Linked DNA regions of Mus musculus: region 1 is linked to region 2. Evidence: chromatin contacts called from public HiChIP or PLAC-seq data. All regions are on one chromosome and are shown on one strand. The core of a region is the stretch at or near the end of the contact, and the rest is flanking DNA. Distances in the headings are between cores, read along the strand shown.

Region 1 (3,119 bases), core at 40-2,539, 79 kb after region 2:
TACATACTGTGTATATGACGGTACAGACGTCTGTCTGTATCTGTGATGAGTGTTTTCTTCGTTTTTGAAATGTGGATTAGTTTGAAATCCTATAAAAAGTAAGAAGTAGAACATGATGATTAGCTGCCTTCTGCAATGGCAGCTGCACATAAAGCACTTGTGTTGCAAGGCAGGTTGCCAGAGTTAGAGCATCAGCTATGGTGAGGATTCCCAAGGTATCTGTAGTATTTGTGGAACAAGTGGAAGCTGCCTTCAGGTGACAGGCTGATAGCCCGTGAGGATCATTCACCTCTCTCGTTGTCCTAGGCCAGCTGTCTTTGTGCTCTTCAAATAGAGGGGGCTTGTGGACATAGTTTTGGAGTCTGTGTTGCTAATATTGGACGACCACACAAATTGTGTTGTGTTTCAGGTAAGACATGTAAGGATATTGTATTCTAGGATATTTTTAGCTTTTCAGAACATATCTTTTAAGAGGTAAAAGAAGGAAAGAGACTTTTAGGCAAGAAATTGAAACTAGGAAAGCATTTAAAAAAAATATTTATTTATTATATGTCAGACACCCCGGAAGAGGGCACCAGATCTCATTATGTGGTTGTTGGGATTTAAACTCAGTACCTTCGGAAGATCAGTCAGTGCTCTTAACCACTGAGCCATCTCACCAGCCCCTGGAAAGCATTTTCTTAGGATTTTTTTTTAAATGAAGTGTTAAACTTTGCTGTGAAAGTGACAGTAGAATGGGATCAGAGGTTTAGATCTCAGCCTTCTTCAGTGTGTGTCAGTCTCTGTGTATGTGACTCTGTCTCTCCTGTCTGTCTCTGTGTGACTGTTTCTGTGAGTGTGTCTGTCTCTGTGGGGTGGGGCCTGAAAAAGGTTCTCATGTGTTACAGACTGGGCTCAGAAGTGGCTTTGAACTTGTGATCTTTCTGCCCATGTCTCCCACGTGCTGCTGAATTATAGGTGTTTCCTACCTTGCCTGATTTAGGTAGTATAGGCTAGAGAACCCAGAGCTTTGTGTGTGCTAGGCACACACTCTACCAATGCCTGGCAGATTCCCATTTGTTTACTTACTTACTTGTTATTGTGTGTATGTGTATGATGTATGTGTGTAAGTGCAGACATGCTCCCATCACTGTACACGTGGGGAGGTCAGAGGACAGCTTGGAGCAGTTGGTTCTCTCCTTCTGCCCTGTGAGTAAAGGAGCTCAAACTTAGATCAGTCTGGTTCCGCAGCAGCAGGAGCTTCATCCACCGAGCCATCTTTATGGCCATGGCACTGCCTTTGTCTCCTTTAACCTGAGTTTAAAGTCGAATCTTAGCTGACTGTGATTCTCTTTCCTGCCCCACCCCACCCCACCCCACCCTACCCCGCCCCACCCCATTCCTCAAGCTCAGGGCTCTGCCATGAGCTAAATCTGTAGCCCTCCCTTTTTTTAAAGACAGGGTTTCTCTGTGTAGCCCTGGCTGTCCTGGGACTCACTGTGTAGACCAGGGTGGCCTCGAACTCAGGAGATCCACCTGCTTATTAAAGGTGTGTTTTACTGTTCATTTTATTAGTTAGATACAAGTGATGCTTCATCATCTCCATGTACTCCCTTGCTGTTGCAGTCTCTTCTCCAGGAAGAGCATGTTCACAACTTTTACTTATTCTTTAAGTGACATTGTTGGTTTTATATAGAAATGGAAGAGTCATACACTCTGCTCACCAGTGTTTATCTGGTGGAGACATTGTAGCATTTTATCCCAGGCTGGCTTTCCATTTTGTTGTTCTTGTGATCTTGAGGACTAACTTGGGACTTCACCGGTGCTAGCCCAGAGCCCTACAACCAGGCTCAGTCCCCCACCCTAGAAGGCATAGTTTGATCATGATACTTACTGGTCCCAGCTAAGGTTGAGTTAGTTGGGAGTTGTGGCTGGTTAGAGCATGGCCTCTTGGAGCTGGAGCTGGTGGAGCCTCTATCTGACAGGATGTCAGGGAGATGAGGTGAGCCAACTCCAGCACACAGGAGGAGAGGAGCCCCACATTGCTCCCAGTTCCCACCCAAGGGGCTGCTACCATGCCAAACCCATGCTTCAAATCTCACATGGCCTTTATGGTGCACCTCAGGCAAACCCACACTTTGCCGCCATACCTTTTTCTCTTGAACCCAGATGAGTGGCTGCATGAAGGAAAACGCAATACAAACTTAGTTCAGAAACAATGGTAACTCAATCTCTAGGCACAACAACTAAAATCTAATCTTGTAGCCTTATTAAAATCTGATTCCTCCAGTGGCGAATCCTTGCACCATGATACTGGGAAACTCTAGCAGCTACATCCTACCCTTATGCTGTCCCCGTTCCAAAAGGCCATAACTCTCCTGCTTCTACTCTTCCTCCTTCCAACCCCGAAGTCCCGCCTACTCACCCAGTGATTGGCTCCTTTATTCATTAGGGGATTGGTTCCCAAGAACAGCACCAGGCCCGTGCACAACAAGGAAGCTTCAGTGGCTCTTCCTCTCTGTCTTCCCTGCTCTCTCTCCCTCAGTTGTCCTACCTGATAGCTTGAACAAGGGTGCAGGGTACATAAGGAAAGATGGAACGCTGGCCAGAAGCAATTTTACTAATTGGAGTTTATAGCAGATATTAGTTCCTTTAAGAAGACAGGAGATCTTCTTGGTTTTAGATCTGGTGAATGGGAGGTGACCTTAGAAATGGAGGTGGCTTTATTGAACTTGAGTCTCAGATACTCCCTTGTTGAGTATTTGTTATGGCTTGGATGAGAGCGGCTCCCATACGGTCATATCTTTGCATGCTTAGTTCTCAGTTGATGAACTGTTTGGAAGGATCAGGAGGCGTGGCCTTGTTGGTGAAGGTGTGTCATTGGGAATGGAACTGGAGGGGCCATATCTCCTCTCCCTCCCTCCTCCCAAGTAAATGTTTTCTTCTTTCAGTTGTTTCTTCACAGCAATAGAAGGGTGATTAAAACTGTTCATGTGACATTCCTCTTCAACTTTTTAATTATCTGATAAAAAACATACAAGCAATAGAAACATCAGGAAAACCATTGGTGGACTAGCTAGGTCACAGCCTGTAAGCCACTCTAATAAATTAACTTTTATATGTGTTACAAATTCATTCTA
Region 2 (3,357 bases), core at 231-2,730:
GAAAATAGCGTGCCGGGCGATAATCTCAGGGAAACTGTGGAGGCTTGGGGAATTGGGGGTGGTAGTACTCCCCACAGCCCCCAAGCTACCTTTCCCTCACTTTGGTGTTCCTGTTCGTTCTCCACCCCCAAATGGGCATCTCCCCGCCACCGTCCCGACAAGTTAATGATCACAGGCCTTATCAGAGCCTTTTGCTATTTATAAATTTATAAAACAAAAGAAATAATGGCGTGCGTGGGTAATTAGTAACCAGAACGGCTTTGCTGAGGAGAGAGACGGGGGAGGCATTGAAATCGGGACCCACTCAGCACTCCAGGAGATGGGGAGCCAGACAACAGAAGAGGGGGGTCTGGTATGGGGAGGCCTCTAACCCTGCTATCTGACCAGGCTGGGGTCAGGGGCAAGCAGCACCTGGCCATGCAGGGAAACTGCCACCTTCAGCTCCATCTGCCCCAGGTAAGAAACCCAAGCGTACCCTGCCAGATGCTTAAGGCCCTGGCGGATCAGGAAATCCCCTAAAAGCCCAACATCAGCCCGGCCTCCTCAGGGGCTTTTGGGGCCCCAAACCTGGATCTGACCCCCCCCCCAGCCAAGAAGGTGGAATTTGTGGGAGCACAAACGACCACACTGGGGAAGGATTTCTACCACCCACTAGTTCTCCAACCATTTTCTTGGGGCTGGCTTTCCTTTGTCCTCTGTTTCAAAGTGACCTCAGGCCTGTCCCTGTTTCCTAAAGGCCGGACTGCAAACAGGTGGCCCACGGATACGGGGTATGTAGGGCCAAACAGAGGGGTAGGTTCGGCAAGAAGCCCTTAACCACCAGCCTGAAGACCACAGCTCCTAAGGCCCCCTAGACGGGAAGTGAAGCTTGCCAGGAGCATAGAATGGGGCGCTATGAGTTCCTTCCTGGGTGCTGGGGACAGGTTGGGGTCCTTACTGAAGAAGTGACTCCACCACGGCTTTCTGGTGGGCTGCCTCCTCTGGGCTGAGGTTCTCCAGCTCTTTCAGAATGGGTGGCGCGAAGTCTTCCCCATCGTCATCCGTGTCATCTTCAGAGCCACGCGTTTCTCCAAGGCCATTAGGCAACTCGGTCAGGTCCCCTCGACTCCCACCGCAGGACTCCCCCTTGTCCAGGGGACCCTCTCCAACCATCAGGTAGGGCCCTGGCTCCCCCAAGGCCTGGATCAGGGCCTCTTTGCTCAGGCCAGACTCGAGCAGGGCAGCCAGGAGCTCCGTCTGCAGCTGGCTCAGCTTAGAAACCATGGCTCCGCTGCCACCAGGCCACGCGGCCCAAGGCCACTGAGCTAGCCGCCTCCCCCACCCACGGCCGGTGTCTACCTGCCGGCAGGCTGGCAGTCAACGGACCGGGCTCGCTGCACCCACTGCCCCCCCAAATCCCACTAGTCAAGCTCTGTGGGCACCCCCAGCCCCCAACCCTGGCCCCAGCGGCCAGTGAATCAGGGCCCCTGCCTGCTCTGTTTACATTGGAGCTGGGGAAATTCTCCAAGGTTCATATTTATCCGTGCGCTTAGCGAAGGGACTGAACTTTGGACTTCAGCCTTGCAAGTGCAGGCCTCATGGCGGGTGAGAGGGACCGGGACCGGGAGTCATGGCCTGCAATTGGGAGTGAGCAGAAGGGAGGGTGGGGGAGGTGGAGAGGGGCCAGGGGCGCAGGGCTAGAGGCAGCAGGAGCCAGGAGGCCTCTGGGTGCGGCGCTGGGTCCCACTCTCCAGGATGCTTTCAGCCTGGCACAGGAGAACTTTAAAAGCCTGTTTCTTTGGGCCGCTGGGACAGCAGGAAGCTCTGGGCCACTGGGCCGGTTCTCCAGGGCAGAATCAGGTCACATTTCCTGGAGTGGGTCACTGCACCCTCAGTCCTAGCCCAACATCAGACTTCCCAGGGGGGGAAAAACCCCTGTTGTCTTAGCACTTCAGACTTCTGTGTTGAGGATACTGGGTTATAATGTATTGCATCCTATCATTGTGTGATCCGAACCAGAACGTGTGTGTGTGTGTGTGTCCTGTGTGTGTGTGTCTGTGTGTGTGTGTGTGTCTGTGTGTATCTGTGTATCTAATCTATATGTGTGTGTATAACTAATCTATGTTTGTGTATGTCTCTGTGTCTTGTATGTGTCTGTGTATCTAATTTTATGTGTGTGTATATCTAATCTATGTGTGTGTGTATGTGTGTGTATCTCTCTGTGTCTGTGCACGCACACATATGTATTGGGGTTTTTTGTTTGTTTGTTTGTTTGTTTGTTTGAGACAGTCTTACGATGTAGTTCAGGCTGACCTTGAACTCCTGATTTTCCTACCTCTAGCTCCCAAGTGCTGGAATTACAGACCCGTACCACAGCCAGTTTTTAGTCTTGCTGGGGTCAAACCCAGGGCCTTGTATACTCAAGGCAAGGGCTCTACCAAGAGCCAGAACCCCAGCCCCAAATACACCATTTTAATTTTTCTCAAGTATTACTTTTGTCAGTATTACCTAATGAAAGCATTTATATATTTTTTAAATCTTTTTGTGTGTGTGTGTGTGTTCCCGAGAGTGTGTGTATGTGTGACAGCTTGGGTGTGGAGGTCGGGGAACAACTGCAGGAATCAGCTATCTCTCTCTTCCACTCTGTGGAACCCAGGCAGTCTGACTTGTCACCTGCCCAGCCCTCTTGCCTTTTGAAATGCAGCAGCTGTTAGCAGCCATAAGCATATCCCAGCATGCAGCGCACCAATCGATCAATTTAAAACACTTTCATCATCCTAAAGAAACTGTTCTCCTGAGCAGCCCATTCCTATGCAGGTCTCTAGCCCCGCCTCTGGCAGTCATGGAGGCCGGAAGTTCACTCCATCCAGAGCGCAGATCTCATTTTATCCCCTCGATAGTGAATGGTGGGTGGGGAACTTTTGCAAGGAGACCAGGCACTTTCCGGTGCATCCATAGACAGCTAATTACCTATGTTCCGCCCACGTTTTAGCTGCAGTGAGCAAGGCTTCTAGAAACATCCACATGCACTTTTTTATGTGAATATGTGCTTTCGATCCTCATTCATGTAAGAAATACGTCACCAGGCGGTGATGGCGCACACCTTTAATCCCAGCACTTGGGAGGCAGAGGCAGGCAGATTTCTGAGTTTGAGGCCAGCCTGGTCTACAGAGTGAGTTCCAGGACAGCCAGGGCTATACCCTGTCTTGAAAAGCAAAACAAAAGAGAAACAAAAACAAAAACAAATAAACAAAATACCAAAAGAAATATATCACATGGACAAGGAGTTCTGGGCCAGCCTGAGCTACATATTATAAATTAATTGCTCATTAAAAACACTGGCCAGGCGTGGTGGCACACGCCTTTAATCCCAGCACT

The links. HiChIP or PLAC-seq counts read pairs in DNA pulled down with a chosen protein or histone mark.
Region 1: an H3K4me3 HiChIP or PLAC-seq map of embryonic stem cells shows a contact between it and region 2, with 77 read pairs. The contact joins the enhancer-like site here to the promoter of Hnf1a in region 2. A contact is called at or near these places in 7 of 39 promoter capture datasets (embryonic stem cells, epiblast stem cells, hematopoietic stem and progenitor cells and 4 more), 3 of 15 datasets of contacts at CTCF or cohesin (CD8 T cells, the G1E-ER4 cell line and the NIH/3T3 cell line), 8 of 484 Hi-C or Micro-C datasets (8-cell embryo, CD8 T cells, bone marrow-derived macrophages and 2 more), 20 of 115 datasets of contacts at active chromatin or transcription factors (the 230-238 cell line, CD8 T cells, the HPC-7 cell line and 9 more) and 4 of 9 other capture datasets (adipose tissue, embryonic stem cells, liver and 1 more).

What each region holds. Positions count from the first base shown.
Region 1 is chr5:115,048,577-115,051,695 of GRCm38.p6, forward strand. The region is part of intron 1 of Sppl3 (signal peptide peptidase 3); the gene reads left to right. Among named protein-coding and RNA genes, the nearest start is that of Sppl3, 39 kb to the left of the region's middle. Within about 2 kb of position 1,290, at least 31 of the 459 cell types and tissues checked have an H3K27ac peak or open chromatin away from gene starts, as enhancers often do. A contact at or near this core is called in 8-cell embryo, double positive thymocytes, embryonic stem cells and 1 more, where this site is marked.
Region 2 is chr5:114,969,582-114,972,938 of GRCm38.p6, forward strand. It overlaps Hnf1a (HNF1 homeobox A), which reads right to left and starts at 1,481. Exons shown (of 10, transcript NM_009327.3): 1 at 938-1,481. The coding sequence starts at 1,263. It overlaps Hnf1aos1 (a long non-coding RNA gene), which reads left to right. Exons shown (of 6, transcript XR_878697.3): 1 at 1-456.